Regions from separate parts of the Ovis aries genome. Here region 2 is linked to region 1. The links are chromatin contacts, called in public Hi-C maps. All regions are on one chromosome and are shown on one strand. The core of a region is the stretch at or near the end of the contact, and the rest is flanking DNA. Distances in the headings are between cores, read along the strand shown.

The links. Hi-C and Micro-C count contacts between places; a contact is called where the count stands out from the background.
Region 2: a Hi-C map of muscle shows a contact between it and region 1, with 2.5 times the contacts expected there. The contact joins the enhancer-like site here to the promoter of LOC101115420 in region 1. A contact is called at or near these places in 9 of 16 Hi-C or Micro-C datasets (blood, liver, mixed tissues and 3 more).

Annotation. Positions count from the first base shown.
Region 1 is chr1:269,055,688-269,060,833 of ARS-UI_Ramb_v3.0, reverse strand. LOC101115420 (carbonyl reductase [NADPH] 3) reads right to left here and starts at 2,102. Exons shown (of 3, transcript XM_004003400.5): 1 at 1,665-2,102. The coding sequence starts at 1,953.
Region 2 is chr1:269,097,255-269,102,400 of ARS-UI_Ramb_v3.0, reverse strand. The region is part of intron 2 of DOP1B (DOP1 leucine zipper like protein B); the gene reads right to left. Among named protein-coding and RNA genes, the nearest start is that of DOP1B, 24 kb to the right of the region's middle. Within about 2 kb of position 2,075, at least 5 of the 54 cell types and tissues checked have an H3K27ac peak or open chromatin away from gene starts, as enhancers often do. A contact at or near this core is called in muscle, where this site is marked.

The DNA of each region.
Region 1 (5,146 bases), core at 853-3,352:
TGCCTGCCAATGCAGGGGACATGTGTTCCATCCCTGATCCGGGAAGATCCCACGTGCTGCAGAGCAGCTAAGCCCGAGGGCCACAACCATTGAGCCTGTGCCCTAGGGCCCTGGAGCCGCGACTACTGAGACCCGGTGCCACAACTACTGAAGCCAGAGCACCCTAGAGCCCTTGCTCTGCGACGAGAGAAGCCACTGCAATGAGAAGCCTGCACGCCACAACTAGAGAAAAGCCGGCACAACAACGGAGACCCAGCCCAGCCAAAGATGTTTACATAAATTAAAAGCAGGAGGCTGATGGTTCTCAGACGTCCAGCCTCTATCTGAAGCATCCGCAGGGCCTGTTAGAACACAGCTTTCTGGGACCTGCCCCCAGAGTTTGGGATTAAGGAGTTCCGGGGTGGGGTTTCATAATTTGCATTTCTAATTCAGTTTCCAGGTGACGCTCCAACTACGGGCTTGTGAGCCACACTTGGAGCAGCAGTGGCCAAACCCATCTTGAAAGGGCATAGGAGGAAGCACCTGGCGATTCTGCTAAAATGCAGATTACAGCTCAGCAGGTGTGGGGCTGAGGCTGGCAATTCTGCGATTCCCGCAGTTTCCAGAGTCGCAGGTACTGCTGATCGAGGGTCCAAACGCTGAGGGGCGAGGATTGCCAGATGAGGTCAGTGTACCCCCCATGTGTTGTCCACCGATCCCTCAGCTGTGCGCTCCGAGGGGGTGTCCGCCAACTCCCCGCCTGAGCGCGCAGAAAGCCCGGCAGCCTGAGTTGCCCCAACGGGTGCCCCGGGCGGCCCAACGCCCAAAGCCGAGGGAGATGAAGACTTAGGCTTCACAATGCTTCCTTTTCCTCCGCTCGGCCTCTTAGATTTCTCTTTCCTATTAGGTTGTGAGGCCAGCCTTTTATTTTCTACCCGCAGCACAAGGCAGATCAATAACTTTCTTATTCGAGTCATGGAGCAAGTCATTTCCATCTCCCTGCCCCTCTCCAAAGAAGGATGCTGCTTAAAACCACCCTTAAAAAAGAAAAACCCAGAACAAACCTTCTATGTTTGATAACAAGCGGAGCTTCCCTGGGGGTGGGAACCACACTCGCTTCCTTTTTGCCAGAGCCTATCAAAGCCCTGCGTTAAAGAGACCCAAGTCCACTAGCGTGTATATATGCGCGCTAATCCGTGTCTCCGAGACTCACTTCCTGTCCCGAGCAGATGCCTCCTGGTGTCTATGAATGCGCTCTTTGAGGGAAAGCGAAAGCCCAAAGAGAGCTTGGAGACCCTTCGCAGAGCAAATGTTTCTGGCATTAGAAAGCTGATGAGCTTAGCAGGGCGTGGTCCCCTCCCCGGAGACCGACTCTTGCAAAACTCAGCAGCTGACGGTTCTGGGAGGGTCCCGGGTGGCGCACAGGCCCGCACAGGCCGGCGGGCAGGCGGGGCACGCTGGGCACGCTGTGCCCGGCACCGCGGCTGCTCTCGAGCGAAACGAACCGCTCCCGCGACTCCGTGGGAAGCGAGGACCAGCCGTGGGAGGCGAGAGCTGAGCGCATCCCGAGGGGCGGGCGCTCCATTTCCGATCACTCCAGTGGACGGGTGGGGGCAGGGGCGCGTGCATTTCGTCGCGGGGCGCCCTCGGAGAGCCGGAGACCTCCCACCCACCCCTTCACCTACTCTTGAAGGCAATGCCCGCGTTGTTGACCAGCACGTTGAGCCCCCCGTACTCCTTGCGCAGGAAGTCGCGCAGGGCGCGGATGCTCTGCAGGTCGTCGATGTCCAACTGGTGGAAACGAGGGCTCAGGCCCTCCGCCTGCAGCTGCTGCACTGCCGCACGACCCCGCGCCTCGTCCCGCGCGGTGAGCACCACGTCCCCCGGGAACTCCCGGCACAGGTCGCGTGCGATGGCAAACCCGATGCCCTTGTTGGCCCCGGTGACCAGCGCCACGCGGGTGTAGGACGACATGGCCGGTGTGCAGGGAGCGCGGGGCCCTTGGGTGGAGAGCGATCCAGGCCGTGGGCCACCGGCGGCGCGCGCTGCGGAGGCCGGTCCACAGTCTGAGAAGCCAGGAAGAACTGGGTTCTAGGCTCCAGCGCTGTGACTTGTAGAGAAAGAGCCTCGGGTCCTCGATCCCTCCCCTCCTAGGAGGGGCGGTCTGTTCCTGAATGTTTTGTAACGCCCCATTCCCGGGTCCGCCCCCTCCCCGCGAAGCGCCGACTGTTGATCCCGCCTCTGAGCCACAACTGAGCCAAGCAGTGGTCTACGGGGGTGGAGAGAGGCTTCCCCTAAAACATAAACCAGACAGCGGTGAGTCGAAAGGGTCTGAAGATTTACCGCAATCTGAATGAAGAAACTAGCGCAGGAGAAACCCCAACGGAGAAAAACAAGTGTTGACAATTTTCTTGGGCATGCGCCTGTCATCCTCTGCAAAATGAGGATACTTGCTTTTTTCTTGAATACAGTGAAATGATTTCGACACGGTACCTGCTTCTCAAGACCTCGATCCCATTCCTTGCTTCAGAGAAACTCAAAAGAGGGAATGAGAGAAAAAAGGTCCCAAGAACAGATTTCCAGGTGTGGGCCGGGTACCCAGCTCTGTGGGATCCCAGTGCGCCCACAAGTGGGCGAGAGTGTTTATCAAACTCCCACTGTGTGCCGAGCGTCTTGCCGGAATGTTTTTATTCATCTTGCATAACTCCTGTGGGTGCTAAGTGTCTCCCCTGGAGAAGGAAATGGCAACCCACTCCAATATTCTTGCTGGGAAATCCCGTGGACAAAGGAGCCCGGCGGGCTACTGTCCCGTGGACTCTCAAAGAGTCGAAAAAGGCTTAGCAGCTAAACAACAATTAGGATATACATTTGTATATATATATATGTATATATAATTTCTCCCAGTGAAATCTCTGTGCCCACAAAATTTAACTGAAAATGAATCTCTAAAGGTGTGTCACAGTGTGGACAAGCAACTAGAACTCTTCAACCCACTCTTTTTAGTGTGATCCGAGTGCATTCAGTTGGTGACTTTGAGATTTATGGAGAGCAGTGATTTCATGACTGAGCTTTTCTCAAGCACAGCTTGGCTGAGCTACCCAAGCCTGTCACCTTGACAGCACTTTCTTCATCAAATCAACAAGTGAGGTCAGGAAGGTGGGCACCTGCTGTGGCTCAGCAATTATTTTCTTTTTTCCCCTAAAGATTATTTGGATCTCTCTTTTCAAAATGTAAGGCTACTTAGGTTTTCTACTTCTTCTTGAAAGCTTAATTCACGTTTTCCAAAACATTTGTATATTTTATCTATGTTATTGATTCTGTCATGAAGTCATTCATAATATGCCTTTATTAATCCTTGTAATATCCATAGCAATGCCACTTCTCTCACTCCTGATATTGGCAATTTCTGTCTTTCTTTTTTTTTTTTTTCTGATCTGTCTGGTTAGAACTGTTCGTTTACTTCAGGAAGAAGCTTTTGATTTCATTGGTATTTTTCTCCATTTTTTCTGGTTATATTTCTTTTCTAACGTTTATTTCTTCTCTTCTCATTTGGGGTTTTATTGGCTCATTTTCCTAGTTGGTTTGTGTTGTGCTCCTTTTTGTTTGTTTTGTTTTTTGAGTCTTAACTATGGAAGCTGAGATCATGGATTTGAAATCTTTCTTCTTTTCTAACATAGACATTAAGGGTTATTAATTTCCCTTTTAATACTATGTTAGTGCCATCCCATAAACACTGATACATTGTGCTTTCACTTTCAACCAGTTTAAAATAATTCTAGAATTCCCTGGCAGTCCAGTGGTTAGGACTCTGTGCTTTCACTACCAAGGGCCCAGGTTCAATCCCTGGTTGGGGAACTAAGATTCCATAAACTGTGCCGTGCAGCCAAAAATAAATAAATAAATAAATAAAATAGGTAACTTCTAATTTTACTTTTTGATATATTCTTTGACCAAGGGTATTTAGAAGTATTTTTTTAAGCTTCCAACTACTTGGGGATTTTCCAGATACCTTGCTGTTACTGATTTCTTAATTCTGTTGTAGATGGAGAATGTGTTTTGTATGACTTGAATTCTTTTAAAGGAGTTTTTTAAAGCTAGGAGAGAGAGAGAGAGAGAGGAAAGCATTTTTATGCAATAGGAATTATTTCAAAAAGAGGTAAAAATAGGTGACGGAGACAAAACGAATAATTCAAGAACAAAATGTGTGGGAAGGTGAGTGCAGATGGGTCCTAGGGCTCAGACGGGGGCCTGGCCTTGGAATCAGGACACTTCCTGTGACAGGGCAGGCCGTGTGTGTGGGTCTAGTGGTAGGATGTTGGGTGGCTCTCCTGGGGGCACTATTTTCCCTTTGAGGGATGAATGATTTGAGATCATTAACAAGAAGGATTCTTTGGGGAGACTTGAGGAAAGTGTAGCCATCTTGCAGAACAGGAAAGTAAATTTATTAGGGAATTAGGCAGCATTGATGAGCAGAGTTGGGGGCCCATTTGAGACCTGTGGTCATAAATGTCAAGACAGCCCAGCCAGCCCCTTCCAATTTCCTCCTGGCATCGTCCACCCACTCGTGCAGCTGCAAAGCTGGAGAGCTGGTGTTTCGCCAGGCTCACAAAACACAGGGAGAGATGTTTGCAAGGCAAGGGGCGTAGTGTAGGGCTATGGCCTCTGAGGAGAGAGGAGAGGACACCAGAGGTTTGGAGACTCATAGTAAGTGAAGAACAGTGGGGCTGACAGAACAGAGGCCTCTGAGGACAGGACCTCCCTGGAGGCAAGCTTGTAGACTGGAGCCAAGCTGGGTCCTGGGGGTCAGCGTGGGATGCTTTGAGACCGAGATCTCAGGGGTTGTACAGATGAACCAGGTGAAGAGGGCAGGGGGACTTGTGTTGGTGTTTAGAAGTCAAGGAACTTGACTTCTGGGAAGCCAGATACTGGATGGAACCGTCACATGTCTACTGAGTTCCTCAGAAAGGAGGACAAGTGTGGAGGGAAGAAAATACTGAATAATGTGCTGGCCTCAAGGTCTGTGCCTTTGGCTGTTTCTGTCCTAAGACTTTTTTTTTTTTTTTTCTTTTAAAGAAACAAGGGTTCCCACATCTTCATTTCGCACTAGGCCTCAAATTATGTAGCAGGTCAGTGAAAGGGAGTCTGGGGTGGTTTGGGGAGAGTTTGT
Region 2 (5,146 bases), core at 826-3,325, 42 kb before region 1:
TTCTACCCTATGTGTATTTCACCACCAAAAACCACGAAAGAAATGAACGCTGTGTTCACCCAGCTGCTCTCGCCAGACCGGTCTTGAGCTGCAAGGACCATGAACTCCTGAGTGACGTCCACGCCTTGGATTAAACTGAACACTCTTTCCTGACCAGAGAGCAAAGGGCCTCTTTTTTAACAGTCCTGAAGGGACCCAGGAACTTAGTCCAGCCTCTCGAGAGTGAGAGTTTCTTACCCTTTAATTAGCAAAATAGCTCCCCCTCACCCCAGAACCGAGTCCCACCTGCTAGAGCTTGAAAACACCAGATTCCTTCCTCCTGCCCCTCGAGCTGTTTAAGAGCTGCCAAGACTGAACCCGGTTCAGGTCAGGGAGGCCCACCCTGACTCTGCCTTCCTCTTTCCAGCCTCCATCCAGGCATTTCACTTTGGCAAGACACTTTTCCAGTGAGCTAAGCTCAGGGAATATTTCCAGGGAAGCTTCATTGTTTGGGTTGTGTTCTTTAGGAAAACAGAAACCCAAAGTGACTGGCCAATAAGCTTAATACACACACACATACACACACAAGAACACTGAATAAACAATGTATGCTTAGAGTGAAATGCTCTTCTACAGCTGTAGAATAAATATCTCAGGCAAACAGATGAATTGAGAAGGAAAACATGGCCATGTTTTCAAAATTACTTTTTAACATGCTAACCAAAAAGGAAAAATATGATTAGACAGGAAATTAAACTTCCTTATTTGTTTCACCCAAGCACTGCATTATTTTACAGTATTCCTTGAGCTATAATTAAGATATAATTACAACAGTTTTAACCTCATTGTATTCATAGGCTCAGCAGACTGATCTTAGAACAAAATAATAAAATACAAAACATAAGTTGTAAAGAAAAGGTCTGAACCACATCTGAGCTCCATTAATAGAGACCAGGAAGTGTCTCACTTCACTCCACCCAAGGCAATGTCTATATTTCTCTTTTGTTTCACTCTGACATTATCCAGTCTGACACTCTGATATTCTCCAGGACTCCCAGCATGATTAAAACAGCTCTATGTAAGAAACATGATTAAAAATTCCAAAAGGGCAAGTTGTGGACTCGAAAAGTAACTCAATATACTTGGAAATGGTTAAGATGATAAATTTTATGTTATGTGCATTTTAATCACAGTTTTTAAAAATGTTAGAGTAATTTAATATCATGGGTGAGGGGAGAGTTAAATTACATTTTTAAAATGCTCTAGCCTTTAAAATAAAAATTTTAAATGTTTCCTTAAAAAATTTCTAGACGAAAACATGTCCACATTGCTATATATAAAACAGGTAACTAACAAGGACCTACTGTATAGCACGGGGAATTCTGCTCAATACTGTAATGAGCTATATGGGAAAAGAATCTAAAAAAGAGTGGATCCACGTATGTGTGTAACTGACTCACTTTGCAGTGGATACCAACACAATGTTGAAAAGCAACTATCCTCTAATACCTGTGTGTTAGTCACTTAGTCGTGTCCGACTCTTTGTGACCCCATGGACGGCAGCCCACCAGGCTCCTCGGTCCATGGGACTCTCTCCAGGCAAGAACACTGGAGTGGGTTGCCACTTCCTTCTCCATACTCTAATATGAATTAATCTGAAAATAAAAATAAATAGAAGTTCCCAAAGGAGACAGCCCAGACCTGCCCTCCCAGTGTTAGTGCTGACCTCAGAAAGCCTGACGCTCGTCTATAAAGGGATGCTGAGGAAGCCAATTTAAAACCCCGGCTCTTGTCAAGCAGATGGTGAGGCCCTTCATGTCTCCCTTCTGGAAGTCCATCATCATTATAAGGATGTTTGTTTCACGGCACAAAAATGAAGCTGCACGGTGAGTCAGACTGGCTAGGTGGCACAAGCTTGAACACTCACTAAACACTTGCCAGGGGACAGCAATGGTGCCCTCCAGACGGAATGAAAACAGGACAGCCACTGAGTACGGACAAACCGCCAGGACTTCTCGTGTTAAAGCAGGCCTCGGTGGAGAGCATCCAGCCTGCCCTCAGATGGCAGCGACCTGGCCACCGCACCAGCTTGGGAGGGGGCAGGAGACAGGTGGGGAAACTAGCATGTCACCAGGGCTTCCGAGAGCTGGGGCAGGGGGCCAGGATCCCAGGTAGCCAGCGAGGCCAGCTTCGGTTTTCACGGGCAGCGGGGGAGTGACGTGGGTCAAACTCCTCCATACGGGACAAGCCTCCTGCTGACGAAGGTCCTTGACTCATGTGTTGCTGTACTGCTTTCTGACCAACGCTGAGAGCAAGCCTGCAGAGCTGCACCCTTACGGAGTCAGTTCTCATCCACACCGCATGGTCCAAGCAATAAAGCTGCCGGCAGAGCCTGGGATGCGGAGGTTCACTCAGCCGCCTGCATCCGTTAGAGACCCAACAGGACACTTTTTTTTTCTCTTTTAAAATTGTCTTAAAGTTTATTTCGTTTGCATCTGGTTTACCTTATTGCTGGAGCTTGCGTTCATCGGTACTTTCTGAACAAATAGCACGTTGGTGGCACAGGAAGAACGGACTGAAGGCTGAGCATCTCCATGCCTGGACAGACTTTACGGTGCCCAGAGAGGGGCATGGTCCAACCGTGTGTGCCAAGAACCGCCAGATTAAGCCCTGGGCCTGGGCTCCACTCGGCGAGTCTCAGAAACTCGTTTCTATCAGCTTGTGCAGCAGGCTCGGCCGTGGAGGACCAGGCGGGCCTCAGGCTCAGGAAAGACCAGGAAGCCAAGGGCAGGGCCAACGCAACGGGGAACCCAGGCTCTGATGGAAGCACCAGGACGGAGCTCTCAGGCCCTCACCAGCCGTCCAGCCTGTCCCAGGCTGCCGCCCGTCATCTCATGTTATTAACAGAAAACGCGCCATCACCTGCCCTCACGCTGGTCCCGCGGACCAGACTCCAAAGGGAGCTGAGGCCTCCAGGGCATTGAGTCCACTCCTGCCCCCGAGAGCGTCAGGATCTCACACGTGTGCACACGGCACTGGGGGCCACCCCAGGCTCCCGGCTGATGGGACTCAGGAGTCCGACACTAGGCCAGAAAACTCTTCTTGAAACATCCCAATGAACGCTTCGCTGCCTCACGGAGAGGCAGGCTACGACATGTGGGCTCACACACGGCTCTTTGCTTCCTCTCCTCTGAATTTACGACGTGCGGGCTATAAGAGCCACTGCGCTCATCACTACACCTCCTTTCCCTGTCCCTCCCCCCAGTTTATAAACTTCAGGGGCTACTATGATGCTTTCCAGTGCTTTCCAGGTTTCCAGACTTGATTCTTTGCTGACTGCAAGACAGGTCCTGGGCCCTCCCTCATGTCCACTTGCCAACCACCCCACCCGCCCCACTCCGTGGACTTGGATGGGCCGCTGGGGCTGAAACACCATGTGCAGAACAGCCTGAGCCTCATTCGGTGTCTTTATCAGTAAAGGGAGTGGAGAATTTTGGAGGATTCTAGGTTTGAAAAATAGTGACTGAGAAGTATATATACTTCTCACCCACTGGTGTTAAAGGCAATCACCACATTGTTGGGGGAGGGGGCCAGTGATGAAAAATCGTGAAGGTCAAGGCAACTGAGCTCTACAGTAAACCACATGAAAGGCAAATGAACAGGCGGGGCAAACACACCCTTCGGAGTGCAGTCTAAACCCTGAAACATACAGGATGTGGAGACGGCTGAAATAACCACCATATATACGTGGATTCAATAAAAAATGCAAGCCTACCGTTTAGACACACAGATGGTCAAATGTCTGGAAACACCTTATTTTTCTGCTCTTTAAACGTATTTTAACCCACATGCAAATGACAGGTCTAACAGACAAACCAAAAGCCCAATAACCAACTTGTCAAAAGTTTAAGAGCTGGGAGGAAAGAAAGAAGATGTGGCGGGTAAGAGTCTCATTACAAATTCCAAAGAGGCTTCAGACACAGACGCTTTACTGGTAGAACTCAATGTTCTTCAAACTTCACAACACCAGGGAGAACAGAACTGGCGTGCTCAAGTGAGACTCAGTGTTGGGACTGAAGTCCCAGGGGCACCTCCCAACTGCCCCCACCCGCTGGAGCAGAACGGGACGCACCCTCCCCGGTGCCTGGGATGCCCTGGCCCACAAGGGCCTCGTGCACCGAGAGGCACCGGGGGTGGGCAGCCACAGCGCTGGGGACGGTAGTTCAGCTTCAGGTCGGGGCTGAAACTCTCCACCACGGTGCTGGCTGGCCGGAAGCCCACTTGGTCCGGCACCCCCGTCCTGGGGTGCGCTCCTGCGTGGAAGCAGGCAATGCTAAATGGAGCTGCTGGGGGTGGGTGGTGGGGCTGCCAGCGGCACACCCAGTGGTGGTGGCCGAGGCCCGAGGGCCTGGCTCACTCTCTCCAGGCTGGCTCGAGCCCAACACCGCCTCCTTCCTCCAAACCCAGCATCTACAAAGCTGCAGCTTGTGCCTTTAAAGTCCGGGCACACACCTAGATGCTCCTCCCCCTTTCGGTGGGACAGAATGTCAGCAAATGTTGGAAGCCACGTGTTAAGGACAGCAGGGTCCCTGGCTTGAGCCTGTGGAATGATCATGTGAACGTCAGTCGCCCAACCTGGACCCACCACTGCAGAACTGATTCATGAGCAAGAAACTTCAGTCTTAGGGTGGCACTGAAGTTTTCGACTTCTTTGAGACAGCAGCTCATGGTACTGTTACTGAAGCACTGACAGTATCATCGGTGTTCAACCTAGATCCAGAAGACACTGACAAAAAAACACAAACAGGACTGGTTGATGGTATGTTTACCTGTCTACCCGAAGAACTCAATACAACTAGCTGGAAAAAAAACTAAGAAATAAATTCACCAAGTTGGCTAGTTTCCAAATTCTGTAAATTGATAGTTTCCAATGTGGCAACAGTCATTAAAACAGACAGTGTAAAATAATCCCATTGAAAATAGCAAAAAATAAATACATGTATAAAATATCGAATATATTTAAGATACAGTAAGGATCTATGTAAGAAACACAATCCAATGCTTAGGAACCTAAGTGAATGCTTTTCAGTCAATGAAGAGACCACCACATTTCCAGGTGGGAGGAAGCCCGACTGTGGGAAGATGTCACTTCTCCCTGAAATATACA